Regions from separate parts of the Mus musculus genome. Here regions 1 and 3 are each linked to region 2. Evidence: chromatin contacts called from public HiChIP or PLAC-seq data. All regions are on one chromosome and are shown on one strand. Each heading gives the region's core, a stretch centred on a gene start, on an enhancer-like site or on the middle of the called end of the contact. The rest is flanking DNA. Distances are from core to core; before and after follow the strand shown.

Region 1 (4,869 bases), core at 2,067-4,566, 210 kb before region 2:
AGAGCTCCAAGGGACTAAACCACCAACCAAGGAGTGCACATGGTGGAAATCATGGCTCCAGATGCATATGTAGCAGAGGATGGCCTGGTAAGTCATCAATGGGAGGAGAGGTCCTTGGTCTTGTGAAGGCTCTATGCCCCAATGTAGGGGTATACCAGGGATAGGAAGCAGGAGTGGGTAGTTTGGTGAGCAGTGTGAGAGGGGAGGGGATGGGGCTTTTTGGAGGGGAATCCAGTAAAAGGAACACTTGAAATGTAAATAAAGTAAATATTTAATAAAAATAAAAAACAAAACAAACAAAAAGAATAAAGAGGACTTTGCTTTCTGAAAGTAGAAGAAAAAAGAAAGAAAGAAAAGAAGAGAGAGAAAGAAAGAAAGAAAGAAAGAATGAAAGAAAGAAAGAAAGAAAGAAAGAAAGAAAGAAAGAAAGAAAGAAAGAAAGAAAAAAAGAAAGGAAAAAGAAAGAAGGAAAGAAAGAAAGAGAGAGAGAGAGAAAGAGAGAGAGAGGGAGAGAGGAGAGAGAGAGAGAGAGAGAGAGAGAGAGAGAGAGAGAGAGATTTGGACTAGTTCAACTCAGTTATTTATCAGAAAACATTTAGATATCAACAAAGGAAAAGGAAATTATGTGAGTTTGGTAGTGACATTGATTATTGCTTAAAATTTTGTGCTCCAAATTTTTATTAGATAACATTTTACAGTGTGGTGCAGGCTTCCTTATTTATATTCTAATCTAATGATCACATAAAGGTGGAAGGCAACATTTTCAAAGTACTAAATTTCTCAACAGAGGATATTAGGAGGAGAAAAGCAAGCATATAGTGATAAGCTCAACCCACTGTTACCTTTGTTTTCCCATCTGTAAGGCAACTATTAATTGATATTCAAAGTTGATTTAAAAATTCAGGCTGCCTCTTTCTCTTCAAATTACAAATTCTAGTTTAAAGAGCTCTTTAAAACATTTGATGTTTTAGTTTCCCACTTTTATTAGTATGAAATGTGACTACTTAATGGTCACTGTATTTATTGCAGCCTGTGAGAAATCAAGACAAAACAGCTCTCTAAACTAAGCTTAACTTTACATCATTTTGAATTAGTGGCTTGACTTAGTGTAACTCAGCTTTATGTGATAACAAAATTATTTACTGAATTGTTGAAATTAAATATATATATATATATATATTTTTTTCCATTGCTTTATCTAGGGAGATACATCTACAGTTGAATTCATCTGAGACACAGAGTAAGCTTTGAAAAGGCAGTACATTATATCATAAAATAAAATGAAATATTTTAAATATGAGTAAAAAAGAACTACAGCCCATCTCTGAAGAGCTGGCTCACAGTATCCAAGGACACCTGCAACAACTAATTAGTCCTCAAATCTCCAGCATGGTCACTGCAGATACTGCCACATACTGCTGTGCTCAGAACACACTGACACAGCTTCAGTTGATAGCTGTATACTATTCAGGCTGGTACTTACTTCTGTTTGTCCTTCTATATGACAGAACAGTAGGGGCACAAATTTTCTGCTAGCCTCTAGGGTTTCCTCTTTATTTGAGCTTAGTAGCCCTTGCTACCTCTAATATATTCAAGGTTCCTTTTAAGTTATTCAGAACTGTGGCTCTTTCTGTGTTTAGTCATATGTTTATAAAATATGCCTAGTGCTTGGTTATATCTTTTTAAAGGATGTTTGGTGCCTAAACCACGTCGTTCAGGGATCTCATTCTACTTTGTCTTAAGTCCTCAAATCCTTACAGCAGCCATTTCAAACCATTGTAATGTTCACATTCAGTAACTTACAACTTAACTTTGTAAGAGATGTTTTTGTTTGGTTAGATTAAACTCTTTGGGTGACTTTAATGGTCAATTCCTACTACTCTAAGAGGGTGGGGTCCTAGTGGGTACTCCCCAACCTTGCCATAACATGTCCCTGGAGAGCTAGGGGCATCCTATCACACTGAGGCCACACAAAGCAACCAAGTTAGAGGAACAGATTCCAGAACAGGTATGAGCTTTAGGAACCACTCCTGTTCCAGTGGCTGCAGTACCCACGTGAAGAATGAACTGTACATCTGCACTCTATGTGCTGGGGCCACTTTTCCAGCTGATGTATGTTATTTGGTTGGTGACTCATTCTCACTCCCTGCAATTCTGCTGTGGTTCTCATTGAAGATCTCTAAAATTCAGGCCTTTCATCTGGCTGGACCTTTTCATTTTCTCTGAGCAGGGTTTTCACTAATTATCAATTCTTGTTAACACAAGCCTACTTCAGCACTAAGTTCAAATTGTTTGAGATTCTCAATGTCAGCCAGGTCCTGAGCTGAAGCAACATTTTAGTTTGTGATATTAAGAGTCTCACTCCTCTGTACCATTGTTCTGTAAGTCTATTTACTGTGGCATTTAAACAATTTACAGTAAGTAATTAACCATGAGCAGAAGTGAATTAGCTAAACTTTCTCAGGTGAGAATGTCCTAGCTCATAGTTGTTGAAAGAGCAAGAACTCACCTTTTCCCTCATTAAAAGACAGGTAAACATAATGACAATCACTGGAAAGGGAATTAGAAACAAGCTTTCACATTGACTCCTATATCCAAGTGTCCCAGGAACTAATTCATGAATACATGGGTGCCTTCATCTGAACTTGACTTATTATGGTCCTTCTGAACACAGGGACTCTTCCCCAGGTGTAGCCTGATAAAGATAGGAAAGAGCCTGTTATCTCCTATCATTACCTTTTATTGGATGGGAACTGTTAGAGCAGGATCCAATTGCCACAAGGAGGAACCTGGCTTTGAGAAGGATATTATAGTAATATTTGCAAAACTTAAAATCAATTTCTGATGCATTATCCCCAGGTAAACAAGAGCCATTTCTCCCTTTAGCTGAGCTCTGTGAACATTGAAATTACAGGGACATACATACATATATATATATATATATATATATATATATATATATATATATATATATATATATATTTGGGATATATATATATATCCCAAATTGAAACTTTATTATTACTTTTCATTAATCATTCCATTTGTATATACCTCAAATGATATCCCACTTCCTGGTTACCCCTCCACAACCCCTCCATCCCATATCTGCCCTGTCAACCCTCCGTTTTGCCTCTATGAAGGTGCTCCACACCCACCCCACCTGCAACTTCAGTTGTAAACCCTGAAAAAAACTACCCACATGGGAGCTCATGACCAGCAGGGGGCACAATGAGACCAACAATCCTCATAGAGAGATAAGGTGGCTGTGGAGGGAACTGTTTCCTCTGTGGTTTTCTTTTTTAAGTGTAATAACTGATCTGCCCCTGCTGTGATTGACATGTGATGTCTCCATGATCAAACATCATACAGATTCTTTGTGAAACACTTCACAGATGCACGCTTATTCCCTGTGAGTTTATATTTGCATCAGTCCATTTTGACTAGAAGATACTGTTTCCTACACATTCTGGCTCTTATAATCAGCTAAATTTTAAAGTCTTTAAAAGATGAGATCGGGAAAGTTCAGGGTGGTATGGACAGAAGCTGGAAACAACCAAGATGTCCCACTACAGAAGAATGGATACAGAAAATGTGGTTCATTTACACAATGCAATACTATTCAGCTATTAAGAGGTCATCCTGATTAGAACTAGAAAATATCATCCTGAGTGAGGTAACTCAGACCCCAAAGGACATTCATGGCATGTACTCACTAATAAGTGGATATTAACCAAACGAAACAAAACACATATGGAATGCAAAAGATATAGTCCACATAATTCAAAAGGCTTAACAAGTTGAGGACACCTCATTCCCACTTCAGTTCCACTTGGGAGAGAGAAGAGAGCAATCACAAGTGGGGAGTGAGGGAGGAACTTGTGAAGGAATATGAACTGAGTGGGGGAACATTAAGGGGTAAGGGAAACCTGATTTGGTATTGGGTGAGGGAAAAGGACTGAAGCCCTGAGGACCTGCAGAAAGAATGTAAACAGGCAATCTCAGGAAATAGGAGGTTGGGGGAACCCTACAAAAATGAACCAGAGTGGGATATAGAGAAGTCAGAGGGTGGATGGGGAGGGGCACAGAATGGAATATAGAATGTAAAAAATGAAGTACAAATAAAATTAAATTTAAAAAATAATATCTTTTAAAGAAATGAGTCCTGACCATGTAGTTATGTGGGGAATAACAACAGTGCAACTGCCTCATACTGGCTTGGATAAGTGTAGGACCTCTCTGACCATTAACCTGTACAAAATTTTCCTGTGCATGGCACTGATATGTACAGTTAATAACTCATAAATTCTAGGGGATGCAATGTTTACTTGTGCAAGTCACTTGCCAGATAAAGTAAAACAAAAAGCTTTTATATGTGCTCTCTACTCAGTTTTCCACAATCATATGTCTCAGATAAACTTCAACATGAAAAAATCTAGATCAATGAGATAATACTAAAACTAAATTACGAGTCTTATTTAAATATCACAAATTTTTCCTATGCTTTCTTTAAATTTATTATTTTTGATATATATATATATATGCAGGCCCATTAATCCAGATTATAACCTGAACATAAAATACTCCCTAGACAAAAACATTCCCAGCTGTATACTAGGCATCTGAGGACTGTTCATTATTTTTTGACATATTATTATAAAAATAAAATTGTAATTTTTGTTTTTTGTTTTTTTTTTAATTAGGTATTTTCCTCGTTTACATTTTCAATGCTATCCCAAAGGTCCCCCATACCCACCCCCCCCAATCCCCTACCCACCCACTGCCCCTTTTTGGCCCTGGCGTTGCCCTGTACTGGGGCATATAAATTTTGCAAGTCCAATGGGCCTTTCTTTGCAGTGATGACCGACT
Region 2 (4,802 bases), core at 660-3,159:
GCCTACCTTTGTTGATTCTGCCATGAGGTCACATTCATAACCAGGGTTTTGATAATATTAGCATATGTTTCAGAAACTCTTGGAAACTCTGTCTAGGTCTGATTGAAAAATTTCCTGTAGTTCCATATTATTACTCTCAAAATATAACTGAATCTTACAGCACAAAGATTCTTCCTTGATGGCTATCTGTCTCAAGGACCCTGAGTCACACATATCTTTTTTTAAAAATAAGAAACTACTTCTACCCGGGCGTGGTGGCACATGCCTTTAATCCCAGCACTTGGGAGGTAGAGGCAAGCAGATTTCTGAGTTCAAGGCCAGCCTGGTCTACAAAGTGAGTTCCAGGACAGCCAAGGCTACACAGAGAAACCCTGTCTCAGAAAAGAAAGAAAGAAAGAAAGAAAGAAAGAAAGAAAGAAAGAAAGAAAGAAAGAAAGAAAGAAAGAAAGAAAGAAAGAAAGAAAGAGAAAGGAAGGAAGGAAGGAAGGAAGGAAGGAAGGAAGGAAGGAAGGAAGGAAGGAAGGAAGAAAGAAAGGAAGAAAGAAAGAAAGAAAGAAAGAAAGAAAGAAAGAAAGAAAGAAAGAAAGAAAGAAAGAAAGAGAAAGAAAGAAAGAAAGGGAGAAAAGAAACTACTTCTATCCTTTGAATGATATCAAAATACAGATCCCATATGAATGGAAATGAATGTAAAAATATTTCTTCTAAAATTATGGGCTGTTTTATGAACTTAAGAGTTCAGAAACATATGCTAGTGTAGAGACACAGGTGGTTCATTATTTAAAAACATGGCTATGGTGCTGCCTAAATGACAGTAACTTAGCTGTACCAAAGCTTGTGACAGATTGCCTATGCTCTGAACCAGAATGCTACACATAATAATCATATTATCCAAAATTAATATGATAGGAATAAAGGAGTGGTAACTATAGTAGTAACTCTCTACACCACCCTGAGAATCCAATCAGTCAAAGATTTGCTTCCCCATTCTGTGACCCTATGCTCAATGGATCTACAAGACTTGTTTAGGATATGTAAATATGTCTACCAGAATACATAAAAAAAAAAGTTGAACTGGAGCTAGTTAAGACGTTTTCTTGGCCAGTATGGAATCCTTATAGCATGGAATGAACAGATTAAGAAAGGGTGACATCTCTGACTACTCTCATGCTCTACACTGTGCTCCTTGTTTACATTATCCTAATACTGTTGATATGATTAAATCTCTACTCACAGATAATGTGTGATTATCGTGTACTCAGTGGATATTATTGACACTCTGGCTAAAATGGTGCACTGTAAAGTGTATTACTATGTCATAGCTCAAAAACATGAAAAGTTCAGAGTACTGTACTGTGTAAAGATCAGCCAGTATTGTAGGGAGAGTTAGGGGTTGATGGTGGGTGATGTCTTCAAGTGGAACAGGTATCTCTGTACTTTACACTACTAGACAAATACTTGATTCACTGCTATTTTCCAGCAGGAATATTAGCATTAACAGCCAACTGGTGCCTCTTATAAGGTCAATAAAAACTGAAACAACTTGTATGAAGAGTAAAATTTGATACACTTATTTACTGTGAATACAGATAACCACTCTGGCCTCAGACCAACCCAGTATGCACATTTCACCCTTGAATGTCAAGGCCCTATGAGTCTAACTGAACAAGAGAGAGCTGAGATCTCAGAGAGATTAGATGCATACTCCCATGAAAGAGTGCATATGGAGGGGGGCTGCAAAAGGCAACATGGGATCAGAAGGATTTTTACAGAAATGGGGAGAGAAGAGGAAATGGGGGATGAGAGTGTGGGAGAGGGACAGACAGAAGAAAGGAGAGGAGGAGAGGGACAGAGGAAGATGTGTGCACACGCTAAAAAAGAAGCTCACTCAGGTGGCCAACCCATCACTGGACCCAGGACTGCAATATCCTCAGCGCGCTAGTTCCAGGCTTCCCAGATCCTCCTGCCTGGTCTTGTGGTTCTGAGCCACTCGGACCCCAGCCCTGCCACGCTTAAGGCTCTCCTGGCCCCACGCCAGGCGTCCCTGTAACCCGCGTGGATCCAGAGCTTGGCACCAGCACCGCAAGGAGGAGCCCGCGAGCGGCCGGGGCTGCGCTTACCTCTCTTGTGGGCCCGGGGTCCAGGCGGCCGTTCTCCTCTCCCCTCACCTCCGACACCATCACCCGTTGTGGCAGTCGACCATCGTGGCCGCCGCTTTGTTTCTCTTCGGAGAAACTATTAAAAGCAAAAGCGAAAGCGAAAACTAGGGGAGGCAGGACTGGCCCGAGCGCACCCTAAGAGAACACAGCCCACGGACCGGCACTGTGGGCTGGCGGGGCAGTGAGCGCGCACGAGCCCGCGTTCACAGAGCAGGGCTGGCGGTGCTGCTGCAAAGCCCCGGGAACACTGGCCCACGCAGGAGCCAAGGTCACCCGGCTGACCACCAGTGACTCAAGTGTCCGTGCTCTGGGCTGGACTTGACCAGTGGCAACGGTTTGGGCTGGGCTGGTGCGGCTGGGTGTTGGCCTGGGTGACTGGCACTGGTTCATGTTGTGATGACCTCCAACCATAAGATTGTGTTGCTACTTCATAACTAATTTTGCTTCTGTTATAAACCATAATGTAAATATTTGAGGAAACAGAGGGCTGCCAAGGGGGTGGCCCTAGGTTGAGAACCACTGTGAAGACTTACTGTGTAACAATTGTTAAGTGTTTTAAGGTTTCTTGTTGCTATAAATAATGGCTAGTAAGTAGACTCTCTATGTAAGACTAGGTATGAAGTAACTAAACAGGCTGTAAGACATGTAACAAATCAGCGAGGGGATGGGAAGATAATTTAGTCAGAAAGTGCTTGCTTTGAGCCGGGCGTGGTGGCACACGCCTTTAATCCCAGCACTCGGGAGGCAGAGGCAGCCGGATTTCTGAGTTCCAGGCCAGCCTGGTCTACAGAGTGAGTTCCAGGACAGCCAGGGCTGCACAGAGAAACCCTGTCTCAAAAAACAAACAAACAAACAAACAAACAAACAAAAAACCCAAAGTGCTTGCTTTGCAAGCATGAGAACCAGAGCTGAGTCTCCAAAGCCTCACAAAAAGCTGGACACGCACAGTACCTGTATTCTCAGCATCAGGGAGGCAGAGACGAGAGTCTCTGGGGTGTACTGGCCAGCCAAACTACCTGAGAAGGCACCTGTCACCAGGCCTTAGGCCTCTGAGTTTAATCTCTAGGTTCCATGTAATGGAAGAAGAGAATCAGCTGCCACGAGTTGACATCTAATCGTATGTGCATGTGGCAGAAGCTTGCTTGTTCCAACACACTAAATAAAAATGTTGAAAAATTAAAAATAAAAAGGAAAATGACCCTCAACTTAAACCTCTGGCCTACAACCATGTTGTGTGTGCATGTTGTGTGTGCATACAAACACACACATATGCGCAGCCACACATGTATATACCATACATACACAAAATAAGTTAATGTGCCAATTGAGAAAGATGCTGACATTGACTATCAAGTTCCACATTACTCACATATATAAAGCACTTGGGTGAAAAGGAAGATCCTTCGTGTCATCAGAAACAAAAAACAAACAAACAAAAAAAGCCAGAAAATGCTGAGTCAAGGTCTGGATTCCCTGGTCTGAGTGGTGCCTACTTCACTGCCTGGAATTAGGCACTGGCCTTATCAATAACAAGAGGCAAAAGAGATTAAAAAATAGGAAATGCAGGCTTAAGGTTTAGATTCCTTGGTCCAAGTGCTGTTCATGGATAGCTTGCTTTGATTTGGGGCACAATATTTAACTACTCTTAGCTTCTTTGCAATTTATTCCCATGGGAAGTCAAGGTGGAATCTACAACTCACTCATATATTTACTTACAGGAACATCCCACATTCAAATTCAAATTCAAATTCATAGGACTGCCACCAGAAGCATAACACCTGCTTAAATTCAGAGCCTTTACACCTTAGAAAATATTTTGTGAGAGGCAGTGAATTCATCCCCCAAATATGAAATACTTGTGTATCCTTGTTTTCCTGTTGAAGGTTCCCAGTTGTGAGTTCCTTAGGGACACAGTGGAAACCCTAGGTGTGCTGCTTTTGAGCTCCTGACTCACTGCAGTTCCTTGTTCTCAGGTGTCCTGTCCCAAATGCAGCTGCATGAGAGTCAGGGCCTGGTCTGCTAAAGCCCTTTCAGTCACTGTCTTAGGGTTTCTATTCCTGCACAAACATCATGACCAAGAAGCAAGTTGGGGAGGAAAGGTTTTATTCAGCTTACTCTTCCACATTGCTGTTCATCACCAAAGGAAGTCAGGACTGGAACCCAAACAGGTCAGGAAGCAGGAGCTGATGCAGAGGCCATGGAGAGATGTTCTTTACTGGCTTGCCTCCCCTTGCTTACTCAGCCTGCTCTCTTAAAAAATCAAGACTACCAGCCCAGAGATGGCACCACCCACAAGGGGACCTCCCCCCTTGATCACTAATTGAGAAAATGCCTTACAGCTAGATCTCATGGAGGCATTTCCCCAACTGAAGCTGCTTTCTTTGTGAAAACTCCAGCCTGTGTCAGGTTGACACACAAAACTAGCCAGTATAGTCACCATCCTTCATCTGCAATGTCACCAGTTCCTCCATTAGATGTTGTTACTGGTGAGGTTGGATTCATCAGCAACTACAAAAAGGACTGCAGTGGATGGATAAAACTTATTATAAAAGAACCTTCCTGCCATCCAATCCCAAAAAGCCTAATAAATATGAAAGTAGGTATATAAAAGAATCAGTTTCCTTTGAGGTTGAGCACTGTGATCAT
Region 3 (4,707 bases), core at 1,864-4,363, 230 kb before region 2:
GCTGCAACAGTCAGGAGCTGAGCTGGCGAGTCCTGGGGCATCAGTGACACTGTCCTGCAAGGCTTCTGGCTACACATTTACTGACCATATTATGAATTGGGTAAAAAAGAGGCCTGGACAGGGCCTTGAGTGGATTGGAAGGATTTATCCAGTAAGTGGTGAAACTAACTACAATCAAAAGTTCATGGGCAAGGCCACATTCTCTGTAGACCGGTCCTCCAGCACAGTGTACATGGTGTTGAACAGCCTGACATCTGAGGACCCTGCTGTCTATTACTGTGGAAGGCACAGTGCTACAACCACATCCTGAGTGTGTCAGAAACCACAGAGGAGGAGCAAGCTGCCCTGTAACTGAGAGGACCCAGAGAAGATTATTCTGAAGAATTGCTCATAAGTAATCATTCTGAGTGTCCATTTTTGTGTCTCTTCCTTACTGACCTATAGAGCTTTTGTCAACTTTTCAAGAGGACATCTATGAATTACATGGTGTTGATTTAGGATGCTCCTAAGTTCTCCTATACCTTGTAAGTCTGTTCACCAATGACTATCTGCGTTGATGTGTTTCTTTTTAAATAAAACATCAAAAGGAGAAACTGTGAATTATGCATGATAAATATATTTCTGAATTCTGAGATGAACCAGACCTTTTGTTGGAACTGGTAGGAATACAATATAATATAAATTTTACCTGTAAAATCCAACCAATCTCTAGTCAAGCAAAAACTCATTTCACACTCTTGTATTAAGTGATTTCCTGGTTTGTCATGAACTCTGGCTGTGTTATCCAGCAGAAGATCCAGTTTCTTGTAATGTTGCAGATATTTATAACAGAAAGCATAGTCACATGAGTATAATTCTAAAAAGTTGTAAATACTGTTAAATCAGCATTTACAGACCTCATTTATGAATTCAACATATGTATATGCCTAGAGAGTTAGGCTCTGATGTTATATGATAACACCTAGTCACAAAAAAATTTGTCGCAGTCCCAGTTGTCAGCCTTAAAGTCACTAGACTTTAGCGAACATGGATCTATATTGCTACAGCATCAACTATCAGAGTTGACCGCACACTTGTATCACATCCTTGTGCTACAGAATATTTGTAAAGTGATGTGTCTCTGAATCTGCCTGTTTCTTGTGCTCCATTTTTGGTGCTTTTTCTTCTGTTTGTTTGTTTTGTCCTGTTCCAGTTTGTTTACTTTTCCTTTGTCTTATTCATTTTTTCTTTTTCTTTTTAAAATTACTTTTAGGGGCGGTTTATCTTCTAATTGGGTAAAGAGAGGGATTCTAGGGGGAAAATCATGGAAGAGTTGGGAAGGGGAATCAGGAATCAGAATATATTGCATGAAAATGTCTATTTTTCAATTCAAAATTAGAAAAAAAATAAGACCCAAAATGTGTCCTGTCTACAAACAACAGAGACAAGGATGGAGCAGAGAGTGAGGGAATGGCTAGCCAATAACCAGTCCAGGTTGAGACCCATCTGATGTTCAAGTACCAAACTCTGACACTATTAATGATACTCTATTATGCTTGCAAACCAGAGTCTAGCCTATCTTCTGTGAAGCTCCACTTAACAGTTGTTAACTAAAACAGAGGAAGAAACTCACAGCCAAATATTGGATGGAGTTCTGGGACTCTTACGGAAAAGTTGTGGGAAGACTTAATTTCCCTGAAGGAGACATGAACTCTGTAAGCAGCCCAGTAGGGTCAACTAGCCTGGAGCCTTGGAAGTTATCAGAGACTGAGTCACCAACCAAAGAGCGTACAGGGCCTGGACCTAGCCCTTAGCACCCTGCACATATGAAACAGATGTGCAGTTCTGTATTAGGTCTTGATATGAATCCTCCAACAACTGGAGCAGGATATATCCCAAAGCTGATGCCTGTCTGTGGAATATGTTTAACTGGCTAGACTGCCTTGTCTGGCCTCTGGGGATGCATGTGGCTAATGATGCAGAGACTTGACATGCCAAGTGGGTGGGAGAATACACAGGTCTATTCCACTCTCTCAGAGGAGAAGGATGGAATACTTGTGTGACTGACTGTATGAAAGCATAGTGGGATGGGATGGGGGAGCAGTGACCAGGTTGTAAAGTGAATAAATAAATGAATTAATGAAAATTATAAATTAAAGAATTCTGATAACATCATTTTTGTATAAATCGCACATAAGCCTAAGTTCCCAGACTATATGTTTCCTGTCTCTTTTTAAGTTGTTTAAAGTATAATCTGAGGCCAAGACTTAATAAATGATTTAAGGCGAATATGTAAAATGTGTAATGCTAAGGTGTAGTGAAAGATGAGTAAGATGTTTGGGCTTTAAACCATGTGTTTGAGTGGTGTGTGTATGTTTCTGTGTGTGTCTGTGAATTTCTGTATGTGTGTATCTATGTGTTTGTATATGTATGTGTCTCCGTGTTTCTGTATTTTCAGTAATTAATCTGTAAGTGCATATCTTCTAGGAAGACCTATTATTGCTTGAGGGGTCCCTGGAGGTGTCAGAGCAACCCATGCATAGAGATGAGAATGAGAACGTGGTTCAGATTGACTTCCTCAACCTGGCTCTGACTTGGAGACATCTAAGAAAAGTAAGATTAGGTATATTTAAACACAAAAGAACTTGAAAAAGTTTCTCTAGACAATATGAATTTCCACAATCATTCCAATTCCTGCTTCATAGTGAAGCTTAAGGTGTGACTACATAGAATCTATTTTATGATTTTCTTGTAACCATGAGACTGGATTTTACAACTAAAGGGCCTAGAATCTCATGTAGTCTCTAAGCAACAGTCTTAAAGGATATTGGGTTGGGTTTGCTTCTTTACCAATGTATGGAAGAATGTTTTTAGTGTCAGCTTCTTATAAATACCTGTGCACTACTTCAACACTTAGAAAAGTACTACTCTGTACACCAAAGCACAAGAGCTTCCCAAACTGAGTTTAGAAAGCTTTATACTTCTTGACCTTGCTCATAAACATTGATCCTTAGGCCAGGATACTAAGTGTTTTGGCAGTAAGATCACAACTGTCATTTGAACTTCACAGTCATATCACTTCATCTGTCAGCCAGATGTCCTTCCTGTTCAACCCTTGAGGGGTTCCTTGTTTCCCCTCTGGTGTGCACCTGTGAAAAGGGCTTCTGAGTGGTGCTACTTTTGCTTCTAGTACCTACAGAGAGCTTCACAGCAGTTGCCAGAAATGGATTGGTAAATTTTGGAAAACTGGTGATCCTGCAGTCACACTCACACTAACCTACAAATGCCTGCAGGATACACCTGCAGAGCTCTGCTTCATACCTGGTCAGTTAAGGGGTCTGACCATAGCTTTGTTTCCCTTTTCAGTTTCCCTGTATCCTGAAGTCAAGTAACATGTCTTACGTGTAATGTTCTGTACCTCAAATGTTTTGTGGTTCAGTCATTATGAGGATGTCATTTGGAATTCAAAGCAGTTTTTTTTTCCTATTCAATAAAATGTCATAAATGATGTTTTCTTGATTTGGCCCAGACACCAACTTCTTTAGCTTAGAAGGAAGTAATACAATGACAGAAATAAACCTTTTATAGCTACTCTCTTAAGTAGAAAATGATTCGTGATTTCCAAATTGGATTGTCAAGAGGAATTTAACATCACTATGCTGATCCTGCTGTTAACCCAATGAGATAAAAGATCCACCTGACACCAGTCAGAATGGCTAAGATAAAAAATTCAGGTGACAGCAGATGGTGGCAAGGATGTGGAGAAAGAGGAACACTCCTTCATTGTTGGTGGGATTTCAAGCTTGTACAACCACTCTGGAAATCAGTCTGGCAGTTCCTCAGAAAACTGGATATAATGCTACTGAAGGATCCTGCAATACCTCTCGTGGGCATATATCCAGAAGATGTTCCAACTGGTAAGAAGGACACATGCTCCACTATGTTCATAGCAGCCTTATTTATAATAGCCAGAAGCTGGAAAGAACCCATATGTCCCTCAACAGAGGAATGGATACAGAAAATGTGGTACAATTACACAATGGACTACTACTCAGTTATTAAAAAGAATGAATTTATGAAATTCCTAGGCAAATGGATGGACCCGGAGGGTACAATCCTGAGTAAGGTAACCCAATCACAAAGGAACTCACACAATTTGTACTCAATGATAAGTGGATATTAGCCCAGAAACTTAGGATACCCAAGATATAATATACAATTTGCTAAATGCCTGAAACTCAAGAAGAACGAACACCAAAGTGTGGACACTTTGCCCCTTCTTAGAATTGGGAACAAACACCCATGGAAGGAGTTACAGAGACAAAGTTTGGAGCTGTGTCAAAAGGATGGACCATCTAGAGCCTGCCATATCCAGGGTTCCATCCAATAATCAGGTTCCAAATGCTGACACCATTGCATATACTAGCAAGATTTTGCTGAAAGCACCCAAATATTGCTGTCTCTTGTGAGACTAGGCCAGGGCCTAGCAAACACATAAGTTGATGCTCACAGTCAGCTATTGGATGGATCACAGGGCCTCCAATGGAGGAGCTAGAGAAAGTACCCAAGGAGCTAAAGGGATCTGCAACCCTATAGGTAGAACAACATTATGAACTAACCAGTACCGGAAGCTCTTGTCTCTAGCTGCATATGTATCAAAAGATGGCCTAGTCGGCCATCACTGTAAAGAGAGGCCCATTGGACTTGCAAACTTTATATGCCCCAGTA

Evidence for each region. HiChIP or PLAC-seq counts read pairs in DNA pulled down with a chosen protein or histone mark.
Region 1: a RAD21 HiChIP or PLAC-seq map of pro-B cells shows a contact between it and region 2, with 5 times the contacts expected there. The contact joins two enhancer-like sites. A contact is called at or near these places in 2 of 15 datasets of contacts at CTCF or cohesin (large pre-B cells and pro-B cells) and 1 of 484 Hi-C or Micro-C datasets (pre-B cells).
Region 3: a CTCF HiChIP or PLAC-seq map of large pre-B cells shows a contact between it and region 2, with 2.7 times the contacts expected there. The contact joins two enhancer-like sites. A contact is called at or near these places in 2 of 15 datasets of contacts at CTCF or cohesin (large pre-B cells and pro-B cells) and 1 of 115 datasets of contacts at active chromatin or transcription factors (large pre-B cells).

The regions. Positions count from the first base shown.
Region 1 is chr12:114,585,793-114,590,661 of GRCm38.p6, reverse strand. It overlaps Igh. Among named protein-coding and RNA genes, the nearest start is that of Mir7094-2, 75 kb to the right of the region's middle. Within about 2 kb of position 3,316, at least 10 of the 459 cell types and tissues checked have an H3K27ac peak or open chromatin away from gene starts, as enhancers often do. A contact at or near this core is called in pro-B cells, where this site is marked.
Region 2 is chr12:114,376,443-114,381,244 of GRCm38.p6, reverse strand. It overlaps Igh. Among named protein-coding and RNA genes, the nearest start is that of Mir7094-1, 91 kb to the left of the region's middle. Within about 2 kb of position 1,909, at least 99 of the 459 cell types and tissues checked have an H3K27ac peak or open chromatin away from gene starts, as enhancers often do. A contact at or near this core is called in pro-B cells, where this site is marked.
Region 3 is chr12:114,607,822-114,612,528 of GRCm38.p6, reverse strand. It overlaps Igh and Ighv1-11. Among named protein-coding and RNA genes, the nearest start is that of Mir7094-2, 96 kb to the right of the region's middle. Within about 2 kb of position 3,113, at least 35 of the 459 cell types and tissues checked have an H3K27ac peak or open chromatin away from gene starts, as enhancers often do. A contact at or near this core is called in pro-B cells, where this site is marked.